Linked DNA regions of Pan troglodytes: region 1 is linked to region 2. A link is a contact called in public HiChIP or PLAC-seq data. All regions are on one chromosome and are shown on one strand. Each heading gives the region's core, a stretch centred on a gene start, on an enhancer-like site or on the middle of the called end of the contact. The rest is flanking DNA. Distances are from core to core; before and after follow the strand shown. Region 1 holds the start of RIPPLY2 (ripply transcriptional repressor 2). Region 2 holds the start of SNAP91 (synaptosome associated protein 91).

Region 1 (4,183 bases), core at 1,623-4,122, 150 kb before region 2:
ACACCATATTAGTCAAGATATAAATGAATAAAAATAAAATATAAGAAAAGAACAATTAAATTGTAACCGTACTTCAGAAAAGAAAGGAATTTCTTATATAAGAAACAATTTATTTCCTAATGCCCAAAGAATGCTAGTCATTATGATACTCTGTCCAGAATTTCTCACTGTGGGACATTTTTCTCCCAGGGCCCGCATACTTTTCTGAGTTTCTTCCTGTTCTGATTCTTCTCAGTCTCCTTTGTGGACCTCTCTTTCTCTGTGTACTGGTTAGATGCTGGCCTTCCCTCAGGTTTTCATTGAGAACATCAGCCCTCCCTCTAAACAAACTAGGATGACCTGGCTCACTGTCATGATTTCCCCACCCTACATTTACCATGGACTCCCAAGTCTGTATTTCCACTTAAGATCTTGACTCTGGGCCCCTAACTTACGTACGCAGTTCTCTACAGGATATCACTCTTTGGATGCCCCATAGGCACATTAAATATGATAAGTGGAAAACTTGACTCATGGTCTCAACCTCCCAAATCTGTTTTCGGCCCTAATTTACATTCTTTTAGTACAGCATTCACCTGCTCACCAGCCACAAACTTAGGAGCCATTCTGGCCTTTCACCTCTTCTTCACCTAACATATCCAATACGTTATAAAGCCTAATCTATTTTGTCATTCAAGTATTTCCTAGATTCACCCAGTCTCACCCTCACTTCCACTGTCTTACAATGGTTCCTCATTATTTCTTACCTGAAAAATTGCAGAACTTCCAGTTTTACTTTTGATGTCCTGACTAAGCCTATTTAACATATAACCCCCAAGACTACCTTCGGAATAAAGTCCATGGGTTCCCAACACTACATACAGGATCAGGACAGAACTCTGTACAAGAGTGTGCAAGATTTGGCCTCTGATTACTCTGCTAAAATGACCACAACTTCACACACCGAAACTCCTTGGAGTTCCCGCAAGGAGCCACGCCGTTTCATGATCCTGCTTCTCTTTTCCAATGCTATTTCTTTTGCTCCCACTTCCCATTCATCTAACTTTTCCAAGACTCAGCCAGGTAACCACAACTTATAATATACACTTCCCTGACCCTTCCCCCTACCACTGACATATTTAGGCACTTCGTGCCCTGCCCATACTTGTAAAACTAACCAAACTAAATTCCATTACAACACTTGCCATGTGCTGTGACTACTTTTTCCTGTGTCCTTCACCAGTGCTAGTACACGGTAGGAAATTAGATGTAATGACTTCTATGTGTTATTTATGACCACGGGCACTTTACAAACATCATCCAGCTCTTCATTTAACAGCTCTCGGAGGCAGGAAAACTGCAGAATTATTAACATTTCACCTGAATAAAAGTGACACAGAATCTTAGATAAAGGCTGACTTCCTGTGACTAGGAACAGTAAACTAGCTCCGCAAGTTAAATAAACTTTTGACCCTTTCTATAACCATTCTCAATAATCTTTAGGATTTTCATTACATTTCTATTTTTTCCTACTCGGCAAACTTGATTTGCTGTAAGACTGTAACTGTTAATCCCATTCTTCCTTCCAGATTGCAAGACAAAAGCAGCACACACACTCTGCCTGATGCGAAGTCAATTTCATTCGAACCCTTTAGGATTTAAAAATAAAAACTGTTTTGCCAGCACAAGATGTCACCGCTCTCTTACCATATAATCCCCTTTCCCTCTTCGTAATATATTCATCAAGTTCACTGAGTATGTATTCAATAGTCCCTTTACGTGGGACCGTGAGCCCCTACCTTTTTCAATTTGATGAGTGAGAAGATAAGTAACCTTGAAGCCAGATTTTCAGAGAGAGAGAGAGAGAGACTGCAGGACCAGCTGCGGAGCTGGGCTGCGCGATGCCCCTGGCTCCTCCCTGGGGCTGGAGGAGCGGGAGACCTTCGGCGAGGCCTGTCACTCACCTGACTGGGTGCCTGAATTGGTAAAGCTTTCCTGAGGCTGCGGTCATTCCAGGGCCATCGGGCATCTGGAGAGGAAAGGAAGTGAATCCAGTTATCACCCACCTTCTAGAAAGTGGAAACGTGCACGACCCAGTGTTCCTCGTGCCCGCTGGGAATGTAACCCCAGGGCTCTCAGCAGCCTCGCTCCCGGCTGGGTGCCTGTGGCCCATCGCTCCAGAGGACACATCCGCCGCGTCGGCACCTTTATGGCCACCGGCAGGCGGGATGTTAAGCGAGAGGCAGGACCGGTGTCTCGCATGTCTCTCTCAGGCCCTGCGTCCCGAGAGCCCTGGTCGATCTTCTGCACCCATGGGAGGCGCGGCCTGAGACGCGTGGCTCACTCACCGCCTCCGCGGCGTGGTTCGGCGTCTCCTCTTCTTTCTTGCCTCCGGCGTCCACCCAGGGTCTCCAGAAGCCTGCGTATCTGCGGGATGGGGGAACACAAGGCGCGCAGAGGAGACGTGAGCCCAGACCCGGGAGAATCCACCGAAGCCGAGCGCTGGCACCGGGCAGTGGGGGATGGAGAGTTGGAGGGGAGGAGCTGGGGAGGCGCAGGCGGGAGAGACGGGGGAAGCTGGGAGGCGCAGAGCAGCGCGGAGAAGCCTACCCGGAGTCCGCGCCCGCGCGCCGCGTAGGGCCGTCGGTGGCCGTGCACGCCGCAGCTCCACTCTCTGTACTCTCTGCGCCTCCTGCGTTCTCCATGACGCCGCAGAGCTGGGCGGAAGGCCGCTACCAGCTCGCGGGCAATCTTGGCCAGTTCCAGTAGGTCCGAGACCCGAGCTTTATATAGCCCTCGCGGCCTGCTGCACATTGAGAGGTTCGCTGCCTCTCCGCCCCTCTCCCTGCTAGCCGCATAAACAAAAAGGCTGCGCGTGAAGGCGCACCGGGCTGAGCCCCGGGTGTGAACGCGTGCAACTCCCAAATGGCCCGGGACAGGGTTTTGTCGAGCGAATGTTAATCGCCCTTCGACACATGGCTGCGGAGAAAAACAACATTCGCCCGAGCAGCCAATTTCCGTGTGAAGAGGCCAGGAGGAGATGGAATTAAGCGAGTCTACACGTTTTGTGGATTTCTGCAAAAAGGCCAAGTGACTGGTTAATTGCTTGATTCGCTGGAGACTCAGGACTTGGCCTGTGGCAAATCAACGGGTTCTGCATCCCGTGTTCTAAAAGCTGGGATGCAGACTAGAATTCAAAGGAATAAACTTAATTCCTCTTCATGGAACAATTTTTTTTAAAAATGGGGTGAATGGATGGACTCCTTAAGAGAGGAATGTCGGTTTTTTAAAAAAAGTATTGATAAACTAGGTTCATACTCCAGCCTATTATTATTTGAAGATAATAGAAAATTATTGGCAACAAGAGGTAAATTGTAAAAGATTCGCTGTTCTGGCTAAGAGAGCCAGAGAGTGGAGTCATGTGATTTGGGCATAGAGCTCTAAATTATCTTCTCGTGTCTTTTGTGATTTTCCCCAATATTTTATCAGTATCCTCCTACAATAACTTTTGAGTTCGTCTATACACCTCTGTCACTACTTGGTATTTTGTCACTCAATGGTAATTAGAAAACTCTTTTCTGAGGGCATTGTTGTGGAATGATAATGAAATCTTGAAAAGTTATGACATGCGACAAGTTAATCAAACGTCTGCACCCCTGTTTCTCTGATTTGAGTTACCCCTCACTTATCTACCACTAAACTTTGTAAAAAGTGTTATGCATCGAGGGAAAGATAATATATAAATGTTATAAGTTTTTTTCAAAATGTTTTAAATAATAAAACTGGACTTTCTCTTAAAAGTTTAGACAAAAATCTTGATTGTAAACTATAGTTGTTTCTGCTATTCATTCAGCTACTGCATAGGAAAATAATTTAATTATTAATAGTAGCTAAGAGCCTATAATGATCTACCTGCCAGGAAGGTGAGATTTGGGTTGCTTCTGATAAGAAAATCAGTAAGGATAGATATCTAATACATGTCTGCATCCCCTACAGTTATTGTTAGGCTAAATAAAATAAAGCTTATAAAATGCGTTTTGCAGTGCCTGACATATAGTAAGCCTTCAACAGATTTTAAGCTACGTAAAAAAAATATAAGGCCTTAACAGATGTTAACCTTTCTGATAAAATGGCTTATTATTTCAGTTCCATAATGTAAACTGGTTAAATCATTGTGGAAGATGGTGTGGTGATTCCTCAAAGA
Region 2 (4,685 bases), core at 1,718-4,217:
ACTTCCCAGTGTATTGTATGTAACTGCACACTATTATAGGATTGACTTTGAACCCATTCCAATCTATTTTCAAAAATAAATCATTCACAGATTGTATTATTTTAATTATTATTGGAAACATGTTATTTGCTCAAAACCTCTTAACTAATAGCAACATATGTGACATTACATCATTATTGGACTGTTGGAGAACCATTATTTTATACTACTTCCTCATTTTATGTAAATTGTCCAACTTATTGCACAATGTTGTTTATAACATTCTCTTATTTTTTAATGTCCATAGAATTGATTTCTCCTTTCACTCCTAAAATTGGAAATTTTTGCCATCTTATTTTTTCCTTGCTCAATCTGGCTAGTGGGGTTATCCATTTTGTGATCTTTTCCAAAAAATGGCTTTTGGTTTAATTGATTTTATCTATTATTTGTCATTTTCTCTTTCATTGATTTGTACTCTTTGTTACTTCCTTCTTTCTGCTCATGTTGAATTCAATTTATTCTTTTTCTAGTGTCTTAAGGTTCAAACTTAAATAAATATTTTTAGATATTTCTTCATTCCTAAGCATTTTAATGCTATAAATTTGCCTCTAATCACCACTTTGCCTGCAACCCACAAATTTTGATATGTTGGATTTTCATTATTATTTAGTTCAAATAAATTTCCAATTTTCTTATGAGAAAATTAGACCTATGGGTTATTTGGAATGTGTTGTTTAATTACCAAATATTTAGAGATTTCCATATATCTATCTGTCACCGATTTTTAGTTAAATTCCACTGTGGTAAGAGAACATAATGTGTATGATTATAATCCTTTTAAATTTATTGAGACTAGCTTCATGGCTTAGGATCAGTCAGTATGGTCAATCTTGGTGAATATTCCATGCACACTTTAAGAAAGTATTCCACTACTGTTGGGTGGACTATTTTATAAATGTCAATTAGGTCAAGTTGGTCTGCAGGATTATTTCTTTTTTTTTTTTTTTTTTTTTGTGAGACAGAGTCTCGCTCTGTCACCCCGGCTGAAGTGCAGTGGCGCAATGTCTGCTCACTGCAAGCTCCGCCTCCCGGGTTCACGCCATTCTCCTGCCTCAGCCTCCTGAGTAGCTGGGGCTACAGGCACCCACCACCACGCCCAGCTAATTTTTTTTTTTTTTTTTTTTTTGTATTTTTAGTAGAGACGGGGTTTCACCGTGTTAGCCAGGATGGTCTTGATCTCCTAACCTCATGATCTGCCCGGCTCGGCCTCCCAAAGTGCTGGGGATTACAAGCATGAGCCAACCGCGTCCGGCCTACAGGGCTATTTCAAGTCATCTACACCCTTACAGGTTTCCTGTCTACTTGTCCTATTTATTACATAGAGAAAAGTGCTGAAATCCTCAAGTATAATTGTGGATTTGCCTGTTTCTCCTTTTAATGCTATTAGGTTTTGCTTCGTCCTATTTTGAAGCTCTGTTCTTAGATATACAAACACGTAGAATTGTTCCATGCTCTTAACGAATTTTTCATTAGGAAATGTGCCTGTTTATTGCTATTAATATTCCTTATTGTAAAACCTACTTTGATATTAATATTGCCACTCCCAACTCTATCAGATTATATTGAGGTATAATTAACAAACAACAAAATTCACCAATTTTAAGTGTACAAAATGATGAGTTTTGAGAGATACATGCAGCTGTATAATCATCATCACCGTCACGATATAAAACATTTCCATCTCTCCAAAAAGTTTCCTTCTGCCCCTTTGCAGTCCCCTCCCCCAATGCCACCGTCACCTGACTCGGCACCTGATGTGTTTTCTGTTTCTATAGTTTTGACTTTTCCAGAATGTTACATAAATGAAATCAAAATAATAAGTAGAATTTTTGATAGAGCTTCTTTCCCTTCGTCTAATGAATTTGAGATTCATGAATGGTATTAGTTTGTTTCTTGTTATTGCTAAGTAGTATTCCATTATGTGGATATACCATATTTTGTTTATTCATTTACTAGTAGAATAACATTTGGCTTTCCTCCAGTTTGGGGCCATTATATTAAGCTGCTATAAAACTGGAGTACAAGTTTTTTTTTAATAGAATTGCGTTTTTATTTCCCTTGTAAATATGGTAAGACTAGTACTTGAGACAATAGTGCTCTTAAGCTGTCTCTCTTTAGTCATTAAGCTTCCAATTAGTCCTAGAATCAGTCTCAGTAGTTAGGAAATCATGACTGCATACTGAACACTGTACCAGGTGAAAGAGAGGAATATATAACAAAACGTTGAGATCGATAGGTATCGATATATGGCTTCAAGGCCGAGCAGAAGCCACCCGAAGCAAGGAGAAAAAATGTCAGGAAAGCTCACAAATATAGTTTTGATCTTAATGCTACTGTGAGAATTAAAAAAAAAGGTGAACATAAATAACAACCTTTGAAAATGTCAACACGTGAAGCTATTAACCAACTCCACATCCCTGTTTAGAAATTCCTGCTTACTATTCGAATATACACTTGACATACAATTGACGGACGTTCCAACACTATATTTAATTGGCAGAAATTACTTCTTAAGGGTACAAAGGGTTTTCTTTATGCACGCAAATGATTACTGTCGAAGGTAATCTGGGACTCGATTAATGGCTGTGTTAATTATTCTCCCTTCAGCAGACCTCAGTATCCGTTTAAGACTAAAGTGGCTAGAATTACCTGCCCACCCGGGCTCCCAGTTGTAACTGAGACAAGCGGAGGAGCCTGAGGAGCTGAAGACGCACAGGTGACGGTCGCGGATGGCCGGCAGGATCTGACATTTAAAATCGCCCTGCTCATCTGGGCCTCGGAGCCTTTGACAGGCGGGCGTGTCAGCGACAGTGTGGGGAAGGGGCTGGGCTCCGCCAGGCAGCGCGCGACGACGCCCTTGCCTTGGCCTTCACAGAGTAGAACCCGAGAAGCCCACTCGCCCGTCTTGGCCAACGCCCCCACCGCCCAGGGCTCCCCCCGCAGTCGGCGGGCAGGTGTGCGTGGTGCGCGAGCCCAGTGCGTGCCGGGTGCGGCGCCAGCAGCGGAGGGGCGGCCCGGCGCCCAGCGGAGAGCCGCTGGCTGGGTGGGTGTCGGCCTCCCCGCCTCCTTCTTCTCCCCGCCCGCTTGCCGGGGATGCTTGCGCGAGGCGCCCCCTCGCCTTTAAGCTCCCGGCCCCGGGGGGCGGTGTGTGTGAGTAGCCGGGAGGGGGCCGCGAGGCGCTCCGCCTAGGGCTCGTCCGGGTTTGTCCGCCGCCGTCACCTGACTCGTCGGAGGAGCCACAGCTGAGGTGGGGGCGGGGATGGGGACGCAGCTCGGAGCGCTAGAGAGACGCGGCGGCGCTGGCAGAAGAGGCGGCGGCGGGCGGGTACTGGCTTCTGGGGCCAGGGGCCAGGGGCGGTGGGCGCCGGGACCGCGGAGCTGAGGAGCGGGCCCCGGCCAGGGCTGGAGACTTTGCGCCCGGGGGCACCGGGGCTGCGCGCGGTCGCACACATCCACCGGCGCGGCTTCCCTCAGCGGCTCGGGCTCCGCTCATCCTGCGGCGGGCGGCGCCGCTCAGGGGCGGGGTGAGTACCCGCGGCCGTACTCGGCCCCCTCCCCGCGCCAGGGTCGCGCGGGGATCCGCAGAGGATAATCCCAGGGTGCGGAGAAGGGCAGAGGCCGAGTGACAGCTCCGCGGAGCGCTCCAGGGCGGGCGGGGGACTGGGCTTCGCTGTCAGCCCGGCTCCGCTCCAAAGCCAGGAAGGGTGAGGCGCCCCAAGACTCCGGCGCCTCCGCAGAGCTCCCGGGCGGCCCCTGCGGCAGGGATTTGGAACCGGGGGGAAGGGGCCCGGGCGATGGGCCTCGGCGAGGCTTTGGAGCCGGCGGCGAGGAAGGAAGGGGAGGCGAGGGCATAACATGGCGCAACGCTAAGATAATCTCCTTCGCGACTGAGGGAGGACGAGCCCTTTGCTGCAGCAGCGCGAGGAGGAGGAGGGAGGCAGCCAGGGCTTGGGTATCCGATGCATTCCCCGAAGCCTGCGGGCTGCTAGGAGGAAAGTCTGCTGAGGTGGGAGATGGGCACCGGTGGCTGCGGCGCCCAGGGAATAACCCCGACGCACGTTGTGGCTAGTCCAGCACCCGCGGGTCAGGTTGCGGAGAAAGTGCTGATTGACAGGGGGGTCCCCAGGGGGTGAGTCTGGCCCTATGTGGGGGCCGGCGGAGAATGGGGACGGTGTCACGATGCTGCGACTGGAGCCCACGCTGGGGTTCCGTGACGGCCCAACTCACGGCCAAGACTCCCTGGACCGCATCGCAGGAGCGGGGCTTGGCGCGTTGCTGGCTCCGAGAGGTGGTGCCAGGGTGGGGATGGAGGAGGAGAGAGCCGCCGCGCGGCTGGAGGAGGCAAGGCCTGGGTTCTTGGAGGGTAGGGTCTGCGGATTAAAGCCGGACCGTCTCCCCTTGTTTCCTGCAGAAGAGGAGGCGGTAGACGCGACCAGAGAAGATGTCGGGCCAAACGCTCACGGATCGGATCGCCGCCGCTCAGTACAGCGTGACAGGCTCTGCTGTAGCAAGAGCGGTCTGCAAAGCCACTACTCATGAAGTGATGGGCCCCAAGAAAAAGCACCTGGACTGTAAGCATCTCTTTATATAAGAGGGACATGCGCACGGCAGAGGCGCCTGGGATGCTGGTGGTGCGGCCTGCGCTC

Evidence for each region. HiChIP or PLAC-seq counts read pairs in DNA pulled down with a chosen protein or histone mark.
Region 1: a contact with region 2 is called in an H3K4me3 HiChIP or PLAC-seq map of stem cell-derived excitatory neurons, with 5 times the contacts expected there. The contact joins the promoter of RIPPLY2 here to the promoter of SNAP91 in region 2. A contact is called at or near these places in 1 of 7 Hi-C or Micro-C datasets (induced pluripotent stem cells) and 1 of 1 datasets of contacts at active chromatin or transcription factors (stem cell-derived excitatory neurons).

Annotation. Positions count from the first base shown.
Region 1 is chr5:95,880,445-95,884,627 of NHGRI_mPanTro3-v2.0_pri, reverse strand. It overlaps RIPPLY2 (ripply transcriptional repressor 2), which reads right to left and starts at 2,872. Exons shown (of 4, transcript XM_003311367.7): 1 at 2,590-2,872; 2 at 2,328-2,406; 3 at 1,944-2,008. The coding sequence starts at 2,684. It also overlaps a transcript of CYB5R4 not described here.
Region 2 is chr5:95,730,704-95,735,388 of NHGRI_mPanTro3-v2.0_pri, reverse strand. SNAP91 (synaptosome associated protein 91) reads left to right here and starts at 2,967. Exons shown (of 27, transcript XM_054686123.2): 1 at 2,967-3,082; 2 at 4,451-4,610. The coding sequence starts at 4,481. It overlaps LOC107975008 (translation initiation factor IF-2), which reads right to left and starts at 3,491. Exons shown (of 4, transcript XM_063813272.1): 1 at 3,259-3,491; 2 at 2,689-3,157. The coding sequence starts at 3,491.